Linked DNA regions of Mus musculus: all the other regions are linked to region 4. A link is a contact called in public Hi-C and HiChIP or PLAC-seq data. All regions are on one chromosome and are shown on one strand. The core of a region is the stretch at or near the end of the contact, and the rest is flanking DNA. Distances in the headings are between cores, read along the strand shown.

Evidence for each region. A called contact is a pair of places that touch in the nucleus more often than the background predicts. HiChIP or PLAC-seq counts read pairs in DNA pulled down with a chosen protein or histone mark.
Region 1: a Hi-C map of bone marrow-derived macrophages shows a contact between it and region 4, with 68 read pairs. The contact joins two enhancer-like sites. A contact is called at or near these places in 1 of 39 promoter capture datasets (embryonic stem cells), 1 of 15 datasets of contacts at CTCF or cohesin (large pre-B cells), 58 of 484 Hi-C or Micro-C datasets (8-cell embryo, B cells, CD4 single positive thymocytes and 29 more), 19 of 115 datasets of contacts at active chromatin or transcription factors (the 230-238 cell line, CD8 T cells, the HPC-7 cell line and 12 more) and 2 of 9 other capture datasets (bone marrow-derived macrophages and embryonic stem cells).
Region 2: a contact with region 4 is called in a Hi-C map of bone marrow-derived macrophages, with 31 read pairs. The contact joins two enhancer-like sites. A contact is called at or near these places in 2 of 484 Hi-C or Micro-C datasets (bone marrow-derived macrophages and nephron progenitors), 10 of 115 datasets of contacts at active chromatin or transcription factors (T-cell acute lymphoblastic leukemia, bone marrow-derived macrophages, embryonic stem cells and 3 more) and 5 of 9 other capture datasets (adipose tissue, bone marrow-derived macrophages, embryonic stem cells and 2 more).
Region 3: a contact with region 4 is called in an H3K4me3 HiChIP or PLAC-seq map of bone marrow-derived macrophages, with 4 times the contacts expected there. The contact joins the promoter of Mlh3 here to the enhancer-like site in region 4. A contact is called at or near these places in 2 of 115 datasets of contacts at active chromatin or transcription factors (bone marrow-derived macrophages and embryonic stem cells) and 2 of 9 other capture datasets (adipose tissue and liver).
Region 5: a contact with region 4 is called in a Hi-C map of bone marrow-derived macrophages, with 24 read pairs. The contact joins two enhancer-like sites. A contact is called at or near these places in 1 of 39 promoter capture datasets (the C10 cell line), 6 of 15 datasets of contacts at CTCF or cohesin (the NIH/3T3 cell line, embryonic stem cells, hippocampal excitatory neurons and 3 more), 114 of 484 Hi-C or Micro-C datasets (3T3-L1-derived adipocytes, the AML12 cell line, the AtT-20 cell line and 65 more), 6 of 115 datasets of contacts at active chromatin or transcription factors (CD8 T cells, astrocytes, bone marrow-derived dendritic cells and 3 more) and 2 of 9 other capture datasets (adipose tissue and bone marrow-derived macrophages).

Annotation. Positions count from the first base shown.
Region 1 is chr12:85,646,727-85,649,426 of GRCm38.p6, reverse strand. It overlaps the pseudogene Gm33312. Among named protein-coding and RNA genes, the nearest start is that of Batf, 39 kb to the left of the region's middle. Within about 2 kb of position 1,301, at least 45 of the 459 cell types and tissues checked have an H3K27ac peak or open chromatin away from gene starts, as enhancers often do. A contact at or near this core is called in the HPC-7 cell line and bone marrow-derived macrophages, where this site is marked.
Region 2 is chr12:85,704,339-85,707,038 of GRCm38.p6, reverse strand. All of the region lies in intron 2 of Batf (basic leucine zipper transcription factor, ATF-like), which reads right to left. Among named protein-coding and RNA genes, the nearest start is that of Batf, 19 kb to the right of the region's middle. Within about 2 kb of position 1,353, at least 326 of the 459 cell types and tissues checked have an H3K27ac peak or open chromatin away from gene starts, as enhancers often do. A contact at or near this core is called in bone marrow-derived macrophages and microglia, where this site is marked.
Region 3 is chr12:85,269,224-85,271,923 of GRCm38.p6, reverse strand. Mlh3 (mutL homolog 3) reads left to right here and starts at 1,325. Exons shown (of 12, transcript NM_175337.2): 1 at 1,325-1,385; 2 at 2,450-2,700. The coding sequence starts at 2,514.
Region 4 is chr12:85,518,134-85,520,833 of GRCm38.p6, reverse strand. No RefSeq gene overlaps it. Among named protein-coding and RNA genes, the nearest start is that of Gm32296, 10 kb to the left of the region's middle. Within about 2 kb of position 1,308, at least 46 of the 459 cell types and tissues checked have an H3K27ac peak or open chromatin away from gene starts, as enhancers often do. A contact at or near this core is called in the HPC-7 cell line, bone marrow-derived macrophages and microglia, where this site is marked.
Region 5 is chr12:85,728,260-85,730,959 of GRCm38.p6, reverse strand. No RefSeq gene overlaps it. Among named protein-coding and RNA genes, the nearest start is that of Flvcr2, 17 kb to the left of the region's middle. Within about 2 kb of position 1,394, at least 10 of the 459 cell types and tissues checked have an H3K27ac peak or open chromatin away from gene starts, as enhancers often do. A contact at or near this core is called in bone marrow-derived macrophages, where this site is marked.

The DNA.
Region 1 (2,700 bases), core at 52-2,551, 130 kb before region 4:
GAGGCATTTACAGAGACAGCAAGGTGCAGCAGGTCACCATGTGCAGAAAGAGCTGTTTTTAGGGTGATTATCCTTTTACCTGGTTTGGGAATCTGAGCATGGAGGAATAGACACAGCTTTGCAAAGCAAAACAGAGTCCACATGGGACCACATCCTCTCTTACCCCAGCATGAGGGAGGGGCTGCTGCTTTCTGCATGACCCCCTCCCCTGCCCAAGCTGGAGGAGGAAGAGGAAGAAGAGGAGGAGGAGGAGGAGGAGGCCATTTCAAGAAACTGTTGGGTTGAATGGCCTCCATTTAAATCCTGAGTGTCTCTGGGCAAGAGATGGCAAAGGACTTCCCAACACCAGGTATAGGTTAGTGTGGACTACCCTGGGCTCTGTCTAGTGGAACCATCTAGAGGAGGCCAAATGTGCCATGGCCTTTTTGGCTCTGGTGTCTCATTAGTTATATGGTATAGATGACGGATGAGCTACAGCTGCAGGGTGGACAATCTGCAGAGCCTGGAAACTGTCAGGTTTCCAAGTCACTGGCATGGGCTAGAGCACTATCCCCAATACTTAAACTATGTTGTCTCCAAACCCAGAGGTCTGCTAAGGCCATGGCCCCTTCTCTGTGGCAGGTATAACATGCAGTAACTTGAGTCTTGCTTTGAAGGGACGCTTTGGAGATTTCAGACCAATGGCGACCTGAGAATGTTGTCAACGTGGCAGGTCGACACATCCACCTAGGGTTTCTTTCCCATTGTCTCTCACCTCTGTGCTTACTAGGTGTCTGGTGATTGCCACTCCTTGCTCTGAGGGTCTCGTGAGCATAATGACACCCATCCAGTGGGAGCCTCAGGAGACTATGGAGTGTCAAGAGGCCCAAACTTCCCATGAGTCACAGTAGGATGGAGAGCGGGAGAGTCAAAGTAACCCCTAAGCTAGACACTGAACGGATGCTTCTGGCTTTCCCATGTGAGAGGAAGCTGATTTAGACCCTCCCATTGGTGAAACAGGAGAAGAATACATTTACCAATTAGAACTGAAAACAGTTGCCATTTATTAGTCAGCTTTCCACTGCTCCAACAGAATATCCAAGATAACCATGCACTTGGGATTAGTCTGTTATTTCTGAGGCTTTGGTTCCAAGTTGCTTGACCCTGTGGCCTTGGACCTGTGATGAGCCAGAGACCATGGCACAGGAAGTCACTCATGTCCTAGCAACCAGAAAACCCAAAGAAGAGAGGAAGGAGCTGGGGTCCCAATATCCTCTTTGAGGACACACCACTAGTGAACTAACTTCCTCCTACATAGCTATACTTCTCTAAAGTCCAACCACTTCCTAACAGCACCACAGGCTGAGGTTCAAGTCACTAACGCATGGGCCTTTGGAAGATGTTCAACATCCAAGCAATGGTACCAGTTAAAGTGAACTACTATTATTATTTATCCTACCTGTTGATGGAGAGTAAGAATGCCTTGCCTGAGTGACCACCCCCCAGCACACTGCCAACAGTAGTCTAGAATCACAGTAGTCAACCATCACCCTCTGCAATCCACCCTTCTCAGGGGTCAGTGAGTCCAATGGGGGTCTGTTGGGACCACGATCACCCGCATCCTCTGGGTTCTGGCTTCAGGCGCTCTTTCTCTGCAGTTGCCCGTGCAGAGGGTGTGGTATCATTTCTGATTTCTTGCTGGGATGGAACGGTTTTAAATGAGTCTAGTCAGCTTTTTCCCACCAAAAGCCACTGAGTCTGGAGAACGAACGTGAGGACTCTGCAGTCCCCAAGAGTCTTCATCCCAAGTGCACACCTTCCAGTTTGGCAAGCACTGACAGGAAGGATGTGACTGTAACTCGCCACTGTGGGGCAGGCTGGGGCCAGGCGCCATCCCTCTCAAAAGTGACACTGTCGTTCTCAACACCGTGACCAAAAGTGACTTGAGGAAGAGAGGGTTCATTTTAGCGTATAATTCCATAGCACTGTTCATCACGGAGGGAAGGCGGGGCAGGAACCTGGAGGCAGTCACTGATGGAGTGGCCACTGAGGGGTGCTGCTTACTGACTTGTTCCTCATGGCTTCTGCTTGCTTTCTTTCTTTCTTTCTTTCTTTCTTTCTTTCTTTCTTTCTTTCTTTCTTTCTTTCTTTCTATTTTTTTGGTTTTTCGAGACAGGGTTTCTCTGTATAGTCCTGTCTGTCCTGGAACTCACTTTGTAGACCAGGCTGGCCTCGAACTCAGAAATCTGCCTGCCTCTGCCTCTGCCTCTGGAGTGCTGGGATTAAAAGCATGTGCCACCACGCCGCTGGGCTTCTGCCTGCTTTCTATAGCACCCAAACACCCCCTCCTAATTTCAGGTGTTAGGGTCTGTTGCCCTAGGGTGGTTTGTTTGTTTGTTTGTTTGTTTGTTTGTTTGTTTTTAGGGCCCTGAATTGGGTATAAAAGAATTCATCAAGGGGACGGGGAGATGTGCTTGGTAGGTGAGAGAGCTTACTGCTGAGGGTGGCCACCTGGATTTGATCCCTGGGACCCACATGGTGGAAGAAAACAGATTCTTTTAGGCTGTTCTTTGAGCTCAATAAGCAAACTGTGGTATGAAGACAGACAACAAACAAATAAGCTTTTCTTCCTTTTTAGATTTTAGTGTTTTCAAGGCAGGGTTCCTCCGCGTATTCCCGTCTATCCTGGAACTCACTATGCAGACCAGGCTGGCCTTGAAT
Region 2 (2,700 bases), core at 104-2,603, 190 kb before region 4:
GCTGAGAAACAACAACTTCTCCAGATAATGGGGTTCCCGGACCTGAATAAACAGAACCTTGCCAAGTCCTGGGGGCCTCCCCCAAGTCCCCTGAGAGGCAAAGGAACCTCATTTCAGGCCAGAAGCTTGCAGGCAGCTCTTCTGCAGATCTGGGATTTGGGAAGAAATTTGGACTCTGGAATCTGGGCTTTTCTTTTCCATGTGTGTGCACACATGTATGGGTGCAGGTGCACGCATGTGTGACACGCACATGGAGGTCAGAAGAACTCCCACGGGCACCGTCCACATTTTGTTTGAGAGAGGATGTCTCATTACCTGGAACTGCCAGTGGCCCTCGGGCTTTCAGGGATCTGCCTCCAATCTCGCCATCGCCCACATTCCAGCCACGTGCTCCCCCCGCCCCACTTTTTATATGGGTGCTTGAGAACACAATTCAGGTCCTCCGTTAGCACTTTACCAACGGAGCCAACACCTCAGTTCTGGAAATCTGAGCTTTTAACAGGTGTCTTAGGTCGTTTTAACGCCCGGGCAAGTTTAAAAACCCTATTAAATATGATACAAATAATTAAAGCCTGCTTTAATTATTTAAGCATGTATTAAATGCCCGTTTAAGCTCCAAGTGAACTTAAGTGTTTGTGGACTGACTGGCTGATAACATCAATTGTTGGCATGAGAATGTTGACTCAAAAGTATAGTGGTTAGCAGATGTACGATAACTTGACATTTAAAATTAACCCTAAATGATCCAGCAGGAGTGAGCTGCAGGCTAAGGAGAGATGGGATTTATCAGCTATACTGCCAATCACGGAAACTCAGTACAGTCGGGGTTTCTCTTTTAAGTTGTGGAGGAGCAGAGGACCCTGACATTGCTCATCAAGACAGCTTCCATTTCTTTTGAAGGTCATATGGGAAGGCGCTGAGCCTCAGCGACACTTTGAATGCTCTCTGAGCTAACCAGGGCCCCTAGTCTGGTGCAAAGGAAACCCCCATCTCAAGCGGGCTGAGGGAAGCCGACAACTGGATGCTCAATCCCTGGCTGCTGCTGTTCCTGCAGGCTGAGGCCAGCTGGGCATTTCGCTGGTTTTTGTTTTCTGGCACATCCCAGAGGGAGGTCAGCCTTTTACCAGGAAGGCAGCGCCCCGTTACTGAAAGGTGGGCGAAATGAACCTGGTGGAGCGGTATGCTAAGACGGGAACTGGGGCCCTGAGTCCTGGCCCTTTCCTCGCCCCCTCTGAGAGTTTCCACTGGTTACACCATTTACTGTAAGTTCCGTGCTCCGAAGAGCCTGGGCAAACCCCAAGGCAGCAAGGAGGGACGGACTGGGTGGGCGGGCTCCGATCGTCTCCCCGCCTAGAGGCCGGCCTAGTTTTCGGGAAGTGACTGCAGGGCAAGTCACTAGCAGGCGCTCTGCGGAGCTCCCGCTGGCCTTCTCCTGTCACCTCCTGGGCCTACAGATGCCAAAGCCCACGCTGGGGTAGACCTGACTAACCACTGCCTGCTGCCTCTCACCATGAGGCAAAGTGTGTCTTTACCTCTTAAAGCCAGACGGCTGCTTGCAAGAGGAATGTCTGTAAGCTCGGAGCCTTGCAGACACTGGCCACTCCCTAGAGAAAGAATGACTTGTAGGAGGAAGTGGCTGCTTTGGGCCCCATCCCTCTAAGCTGTAGAGGGCAGCAGGGCCTCTGGAGAGGACTCATCTAGCTAAAGGGACAGTTGGGGTCAGCTGTTTATCCACAAAGACAATGACTATACCCCTACCCAACTTCCGGGTGTGAGAAGGGACGGAACTCAGTGAGGGAGAGGGGTGAGGGTGTGTGTGTGAAGGAAATGTCCTTCTACTAGGCAGTGTGGAGATCAAGCGAGCCTGCCTCCCTCCCTGCTCCACCTTAGCCTGCTCTCTTCACCTTTCAGAATGTGGTTAGGCCCATCAGGGTTCTCACAACGGCTGCTGCAGTCAGTATAGCCATCCTACCAAGGAAACCAATTGAGACCTGGAGCAAAACCATACTGCCTGGGTCCCTAAAAACAGGCTGGTGGCAGCAGTTATGAGAGGTGCTGTGGTCCTCATGTGTGTCTCCTCAGAAGCACAAAAACTTCAAATGCTGGATCCAAAGACCCATAGCCAGGAAGATCTGGGCTCCCACTGGATTCCTCCTTTCTGCCTCTCCTGTATTGAGGGTCTGACTATAGGAGCAACGAGAAGTCCTCAGCCCCCTGTGCCCCCAGTGCCCTCCCAAGGGATAGCAGCACAACATCACATAATACCACGGGCTGAGTTGGCCACGCCCCTGAAGCCACAGAATCGCCCACTTCCATCTGCCACCCTGGAAGAGCACTCCATTGAAGCGTCATCTTTCAACATGAGCCAGCCCTGGCTCCATGACCATGGTGATCATTGGTGGTCTTGGCTGCGTGGCCCCAGGAGGACTCTCTTTTCCTATTGGATGCCAGCTGCTTCGCCTGAAGGCAAGATGACTAGTCCAAAAAGATCCTCAGCTGGAGCCTGCTATTCCTGACATTGGGTCCTCCAGGGAGGACTAGTATTGTTGGTGACAGGTTCTAACTAACTAGATCTGGGTTAACCTTGCCATTTGGTGGTTATAGGCTACACGGGGTGCCCGTTGGGCAGCTAATGTCGACAGCTACAGGAATGGGGGTGTCTCCAGTTTCCCCTTGAATTTTCCAATATTTCAGATTCCA
Region 3 (2,700 bases), core at 76-2,575, 250 kb after region 4:
AAACAAACAAAAACCCCGGCTACTTAAGCCACCCAGCCTGTGGCCTTTTGTCATGAAGCCCTGGCAAACTGAACAATAATCAGAAGTTTGCTTCATTGGCTCCACAAGTCTGATTTGGTTTGGTTAGTAATTAAATATATACTCATTTAAAACTTTGTCCTAAGTTCCTTTAAAGGGAGGAGGGATGTCCTCCCTGTGGAGATGGCTCAGCAGTTAAGAGCACTGGCAACTTTTCCAGAAGTCCTGAGTTCAACTCCCAACACCCACATGGTGGTTCACACAGTCTATGGCTCTAAGACCAAGGGATCCGATGCCCTCTTCTGGTGTGCAGAAGTACAAGCAGACAAAACCCCATACACATGAAATACATAAATCTTTTTTAAAAAGTTTCTGGGAGGAGGTTTGGATGAAACAGAAGACAAAAACTGAGGATTGCCTAATAATTCTCAAAATATTCTCACTGTGCTCTTGCAGGAAAAAGCCGTGGTGGTATGGGGGTGGGGAGAGAGAGAGAGGGAGGAAGAGAGGAAGGAAGGGAAGGAGGGACCCTGATGTCCTGATTTGCAAATCAAGAGAGTTGGGCTGGGCAGACGTGGAGGTGGGGTGGGGAGTGGGAGCACACCTTTAATCCCAGCGTTTGGGAGGCAGAGGCAGAAGGATTTCCGTGAGTTTATAGGCCAGCCTGGTCTATAAAGCGAGTTCCGGGGCTGTTACACAGAGAAATCATGTTTTGAAAGAAAAACAAAAACAAAATATGAGAGAAAGAGAGAGAGGCTTCTCAGCCCTTTCCAGCTTCGTAAAGCTTTAATTTTCAAGAATGCTCTTGCCAGGCAGTGGTGGCGCACGCCTTTAATCCCTGGATTTGGGAGGCAGAGGCAGGCAGATTTCTGAGTTCAAGGCCAACCTAGTCTACAGAGTGAGTTCCAGGACAGCCAAGGCTATACAGAGAAACCCTATCTCGAAAAACAAACAAACAAAAAAAGGAATGCTCTGCATTCATTCCCTGAATATCTACTTGCCACCAGGACACAGCAGTAAACAAAAAACCAAACTACTTTCACATAGTTTACAATCTAGCGAACAAAGACTAAGGAAACAAGAAAGATATATGTGGAACTACATATTAGAACATGCAAAGGAGACGAGAAGGGGAGCAAAGTAAAATTTAGTAGAAACAGCCTTTCACCCCATTCCGAAAGAGAATAAGACAAAAGAACTAATTGGAACCCGCCAGGTGAAGGGACGCGCAGCTTGGCCACCTTAGCGCCTGCGCACTGAGACGTCGTGCAGACGCCGTCTGGCGGTGTCTCGGAAGCGCATGCTCGGGAGCGCGCGCTCGGCGTTGGAGGTGGTTGGTCGGTGAGAGTTGATGGAGGAGATTCGAGGTGAAGGGGGAAAGCACGTGATGAAATGTGGTCCAGAGAGCTTGTCTAACTGGACAGGAGCAATGGTGACTGCCGCGGGCCTGTCTGGCGGGGCCCCGGCTCCCCCGGAGGTGCGGGGTGGGTGGATTGCGCAGGCGCGGCCCGGCCTGCACGGGATGCCCGACTTTCCAGACCCTAGAACTGCTCATTACACATTCACCCCGTTTGCCAACGGTGGCTAAATGCTGTCGTAGCCCCGGTTTTTCCAGGCTTTAAAAACAAAACAAAAGAGCCTGTCACCTGCCTCACTGTTGTCACTTAAGAATGAGACCTTTAACTACCTAGAGTCTTAGGGTTTGTATAAGAAAACCTGGAATCAGGGTCCGACCACCCCATACACTCACTTTTTATTGCCAAGCTATGTTCTGGGGATATAAAAGACCGAGAGTATCAATATAAAAGAATATCAGTAATAAGGGCCTTTCTGCAAGCTATCAAGCTACACAGGAGCAGGACTTAAATATCAAAGGAGTTTTACCTCCCCCACCCCCACCTCTTCCTGAGAAAGTAATGGCTTACTGTGTCTCCTTGATAGATTTGACTTTGACTTAGTCCCATTGTTTTTTTTACCTTCTTACTTACAGTGTCTTAGAACATCAAAGGATTTTCTAAAAGCCGTGGTTATTGTGTAAAGTATAAATGTTATGAAACTAGCTTGGACTTTTTTCATGAATAATTTCTAGCTAATGTTTCTTAGCTGCGTTTAATTTAGGCATCTGTTTTTAGTGAAGTGCTTAGAAATTTGAATAGTGTCTTTACGGATCAGCATCTAGCGTAATTATAATTTCACTCTAGGGCATTCATTTTAGGAACAGCGAAAATTAATGAAATTATGAATGCTTTGGAATTGAAGCTTGTTATACCAGTGCATGAGTTTTGTGTGCTGTCTAGAAACTAGAAGTATACTTCCCTTTCGCGTTTTGGTTTAATACTCTAACTGTAGTTCTTTGTAATAGTCGAGAGAAATGGGTGATGTGATATAACTGAGGTTTGCTAGAGTATGTGTTGTGTTTTGTTTCCTGTAGGTGATTATTTTCCAGTCAGAGAAGGAAGCCAGTGTCTGCCACTCCCTCCACATGTGTCCCTGCCATGATCAGGTGTCTATCAGATGACGTAAAAACCAAGTTGCGTTCCGGTTTAGCCATAAGCTCCTTGGGCCAGTGTGTTGAAGAACTTACCCTTAACAGTATTGATGCTGAAGCAACATGTGTGGCCATCAGAGTGAATATGGAAACCTTCCAAGTTCAAGTGATAGACAATGGACTTGGGATGGCGG
Region 4 (2,700 bases), core at 59-2,558:
ACAGGCTTTGCAACATTGTGACTTCAAATCCCACCAACTCGTGGTTTATGGTGCAAACAGTATCAGCCCCCCCCCCCCCCCCCCCGCTGTTCTTCTTTAAGGGCTTCAGTCCCTTACTCCCAATGTCCTCTGGACTTCTTTCTCTCTCTGTTGATGCCTGAAATTGAGTAAGTCCCCAACTGATCACATTGTCTTTTCCCTAAATTGATTTCTCCAATGCTTGAATAGATGAATAGATCCCTCCTCTAGTTGCTCAGCCCCCACAATATGTACCCTACCCCCCACTTCTCTCTCCCCTCCGAGTCCTTCACAGATCCTGGAGACAGCCAACCCTTTCATTTCACAGCCCAGACGTACTCAGGGTACCCTGACCTCCCAACTAATGAATTTATTTGTGTATGTATTTGTTTGTTTCTGCTTCTTCTTTTTCCATTTTCATGTATGTGGTGTGCACATATGTAGACGTATATGTGTGTGCCATGCACATGTATGTGTGTACAGGTGCATGTGGAGGCTCATTGTTGATGCTGAAAATAATCCTCAGTTACTCTTCTACCTCGTTCAATGCGGCAGGATTGATCAATCAAACCCAGAGTTCTCCGATATGGCTAGCCTAAAGAGCGAGTTTGCTTTGGAAATCACCTATCTCTGCCTTGGTCTGCTTTAGAACATTTAGCATTGACATGGGCTTCAAAGATCGGAACTCTGGTCCTCACACTAGCATAGCCTACCTGCTGGGCCATCGCCACAGTCCCTACTGGTCTGTCCCCTAATCTTGCTCACCTATCTCTACCCCCCAAAAAGAACCTCATCTTTCTAAGCTGGACCTTCTATCATGTCAAAGGAAGAACTTTCACTTCCTTCTCAAACTCCTTAGCATTTGAGGCGGCTTCCCAGGTTCAATGCAACTGGCCTCAGCCTGACTTGACCCCCTATAATTTCTCTGTTAAACCATCCCACATCCCAATATACACACAGTAAATTCTAGCCTCTTAAAGCTACTAGTAGTTTCCCCACATGCCTCAGTCTTTCTGTGTGGCACAGACAGTATGACTCACCGAATACCATGTGTGACCCAGGAATCATTGCTAGCGTGGATCACTGAGTCACCCAGGGAAGACAGTTGTGTGCTGAACTCACATCAGATTTCAGAGGGATAGGAAGCAAGCTTTTCTCAAATTGAACTACCGAGACACTGAGAGCCTGTGGTTCCCTCTTCGCTGGTGTCACTGGTGTTTGGTTTTGTGAGAAATGGTCTCACTCTGTAGCCCACGCTGGCCTCATACAGCAATCCTTCCCCAGTACCCTCAATTCTGGGACTGCAGCTGTGCACCAAGCATTCTGCCATTCCCTATGGCTGCATCAGGACCAAGCCTGGCCTTGCTAGATTTCACTCTACACCCTGCTCCTGTAAGACCCCCGAAGCTGGGCCTCCGCTCAAGTCCCGAGATTAGTTGGCCAACACCCCAACGTCCCGAGAGATAACCACACCTGATGCAAACTGCAAGAGGTTTTATTATCAGCTAGCTGAGGACGAACCCCTCGAGCCTTTCAGGGCAGGGGAGTTCGACCCTGAGGGAGCGGTGACAGTAGGGGGCTTTTAACAGGTAGCTGAGGAATGGGAGGAGTTGGGAGGAGAGTTGGGAGGAGTTGGGAGGAGTTGGAAGGAGTTGGGAGGAGTTGGAAGGAGTTGGGAGGAGTTGGGAGGAGTTGGGAAAAAAGTTGGCTACAGCTCCTTTCTGGCGAGGGGAGAGTGAGCTGCAGCCTCCTCTCCAGTGTCTATCTCCATGTCCTTGTAGGTCTTCCTACAATTATCTCATCTCTAGCTGTAAGGCACAGAAACAAAAAGGCTTTTTGCTGGCTATAGAGAACAAAGAGCTTCTTTCTGGCTGTATTTTTAGAGATCAGGGAAAACAAGTTTGGGGAATGTCCAGGGGCTTTACCTTCCAGGGAGAAATGCTCTAAGTCGGGGTCCCACACTCCCTACCTAGACACCATGTGTTTGTCTAGTGGGCTTCAGTGTGAGTTCTTCCTAAGAACATCCTTACCTATCGGCTTCAAGAGGCTAGAATTTACTGTGTGTTTTGGGATGTGGGATACCTCGACAGCCTGACACAGGATGGATGGGCTGGAGGCCAACCTGGGCCACATAACAAGTTCCAGGCCAGCCTGGGCTACATGATAAACTATCTCAAACAAACAAACACACAAACAAAACTAGTGAAAGAAGGAAAGAAAGAAAAGATATTCAATTTTAGGTCCACAGATTAGCATACTAACTCCTACACTCTCCTGGACACTGAAGGCTTGCTGTTTTTACTTGGATTCAATCTTTAATCCCTCTGAGGGTGCTATAAAAATAACGGAAGAGTTGGGAGAGTATTAAGTTCCTCTTTCAAATGACTTATCCTCAGCCAGGGAAGTTGAAAAATGTGCAGACATGTCCTTTCCTCTACCCCTTCCCTCCCTTTGAGGTTTCATCTCCACTACCTGTTGTCATCTCAACATCTCCTCTTAACTCGGCACTAAACCAGCAGTTAAGTCACCAAGGCCATAGCTGTCTCACAAAGCCACAGTGGAATCAGGTAGCTAGAAGGGCTCAGGGGTGGGAGCTGCAGGGCCCCACTCTGTCACTGTCAGAAGCCTGCGGCGGCAGGCAGGCCCCTCAGCTTCTCCATTTGTGATTTGCAGTGAAGCCAG
Region 5 (2,700 bases), core at 145-2,644, 210 kb before region 4:
CAGGCACTGGCATAGCCTCACAAGAGACAGCTATATCAGGGTCCTTTCAGCAAAATCTTGCTGGCATATACAATAGTGTCTGCGTTTGGTGACTGATTATAGGATGGATCCCTGGGTGGGGCAGTCTCTGGATAGTCCATCCTTTCATCTCAGCTCCAAACTTTGTCTCTCTAACTCCTTCTTTGTTCCCTATTCTAAGGAGGAATGAAGTACCCACACGTTGGTCTTCCTTCTTCTTGATTTTCTTGTGTTTTGCAAATTATATCTTGGGTATTCTAAGTTTCTGGGCTAATATCCACTTATCAGTGAGTGCATATCAAGTGACTTCTTTTGTGATTGGGTTACCTCACTCAGGATGATATCCTCCAGATACATCCATTTGCCTAAGAATTTCATAAATTCATTGTTTTTAATAGCTGAGTAGTACTACATTGTATAAGTACCATACTTTCTTTATCCATTCCTCTGTTGAGGGACATCTGTGTTCTTTCCAGCTTCTGGCTATTATAAATAAGGCTGCTACGAACATAGTGGAGCATGTGTCCTTATTACCAGTTGGAACATCTTCTGGGTATATGCCCAGGAGAGGAATTGCTGGATCTTCTGGTAGTACCCAATTTTCTGAGAACTCCTCTTTCACGGTTCAGGTGTCACGGACCTGGACAAAGAGAGAAGATCCAGAAGGAGCTATGTGCAGGGAGTGAAAGCGGGGAAGTGCTTCTGTTCACCTGCCCATTGATCACACTCATGTCCGCATTTCAGTTGAGACTGAAATCACTAGGCAGCCACACATTTCAGATTGAGGTGACTCCTCACTGCCATAAAGGTCAAACACCCTGTGCTGACACAGCTCCCCCTCCCCCACCGACTTGAGTCATTGTGTCTGAATGACTGTGCTGACACAAACGGGCCTCAGCTGGTGAATCCAACGGACAGAAGAAGTGGGGCACGGGGCAGGGCAGCCTGGCAGAGCAGAGACACTGGGCACAGGGGTTTTCTCTGCTCTGTGACCAGAGAGCTAGCTGGTTGCTTGATGACTAGAGCCGAACACGACAGTACAGAAATTAGAGGACTTGCCATAGAGGAGGTATGGGATGAACTTTGACCCTCACATCAAATGTCTTCAAGGTGATATGTGGAGGCCAGGTGGAACCCCCAAACTGTTGAGAGCTTCCTGTCAATCATTTATGACTCCCTTTATAGTGAGCTTTGGGGGTGCCCAGAGAGGTGGAAGCTTACATCCAGAGATCACAACTGTGCACCCCACTCCTGGCAGAGCAAGGAAGGTATGACCATTGGCCGGAACTTCAATGGTCAGCTCAGCGTGAAACAGGGACCAAAAATTGGCACGTGCAGTTCTCCATCTTATCGCTAGGTGGCAGCACTACCTAGGTGCTGTCCCCGTGGTTCTGTGTACAATGTGGAGCTAGAGAACCTTCCTTAGCGTTTCAAGCCTGGCCCGAAGATCCCAGCTTTGGGGTCAGCGCAGGCCAGCCTGAGTCCTGTGTTCGCACTTAATTAACACGGGCAAACCAGGTAGCGTCTTTTGAGGCTGTTTCTGTATCTAAGATGAGGGTTACAACAGTTCCTGAAAACATCACGAAAAGAAAAATAGGGCCAAAAAGGATGCCACCGGCAGTCTCTGCCAACCCTCGGAGCACATTCACATCCCTCCCCCATTGCAGTTATTTTTATTATTTTGTCCTTCACACTCACCCCAATGCTCACTTCAAACAAGCATATGAAAGCATTTTGAGGTAGGGAGAGAGAGGGCAGGATTGCCATCACTCTGAAACTGTAAGTCCCTTCCCTCTACAGGCTGACTTGGTCATTATGTCTCATAACAGCAATAGAAAAGTCACTAATACAGAGGAGGGAAGAGGGACAGAGGGACAGAGGGACTAGGCCGGTGAAGAACAGCAGAGTCCCAGAATCTTCTGCAAGGGTGCACCTTCAACGACCTAAGGAGCTCCTCTTGACCCTTGTATTTGGTTTCGGATCAAGGACAAGAGACCCAAGTGTGGATCTTACATACCAAAGCAGACCTGGCCTCCAGATTCTCCCAGAATCCCTCAGTCTCTACCTGGCATACCCTGCCCCCAACCTTGAACTTTCTAGCCCAGGGTCTGGGCTTTGGCTGTCGTGTCCCCCCCCCCCCCCAATCTCTTCCCTGTAAAATCCAGACATTTTCATCTCTTTTTTTCCTACTCTCTCAAAATGTTGAAATGTCATTGCAAGTCACCTCAGGCCCTCTTTCTTATCTTCATTGAGTTTATTAATATTGAACTCCAGATTATAAAATGAGTAAAGTCTTTCTGACTTTGAGGGGTAAACTTGACGATAACCCTGCCTAAAAGAGCCACGGAACCCATGGGATATCTGGGTTGCAGTTTTTAAGACATTGGCATTCCCACTTGTGATCCGGCCAAGCTTTTTTTTTCTCACACTTGGCACTGCAGTATTTGGCGGTTCGGCACAGAGAACACCACACCATCTTTTCTTTCTTTTGCCAGGGCTTCAAAAAGGTTAAAAGTAGACAGCGGCAGCTGAGAATCATCTGTGATATGTTATTTGTCCGCTGCCAGGGAAATGAGCCAATTCAAGTCAGATTATATTATATTAAAGTGGGTTTATTGAGAAGCTGCTCTCGGGCAAATTCACTGGCTCCAAGGATTGAGGCCAGGGGAGTCGCCATGGTGA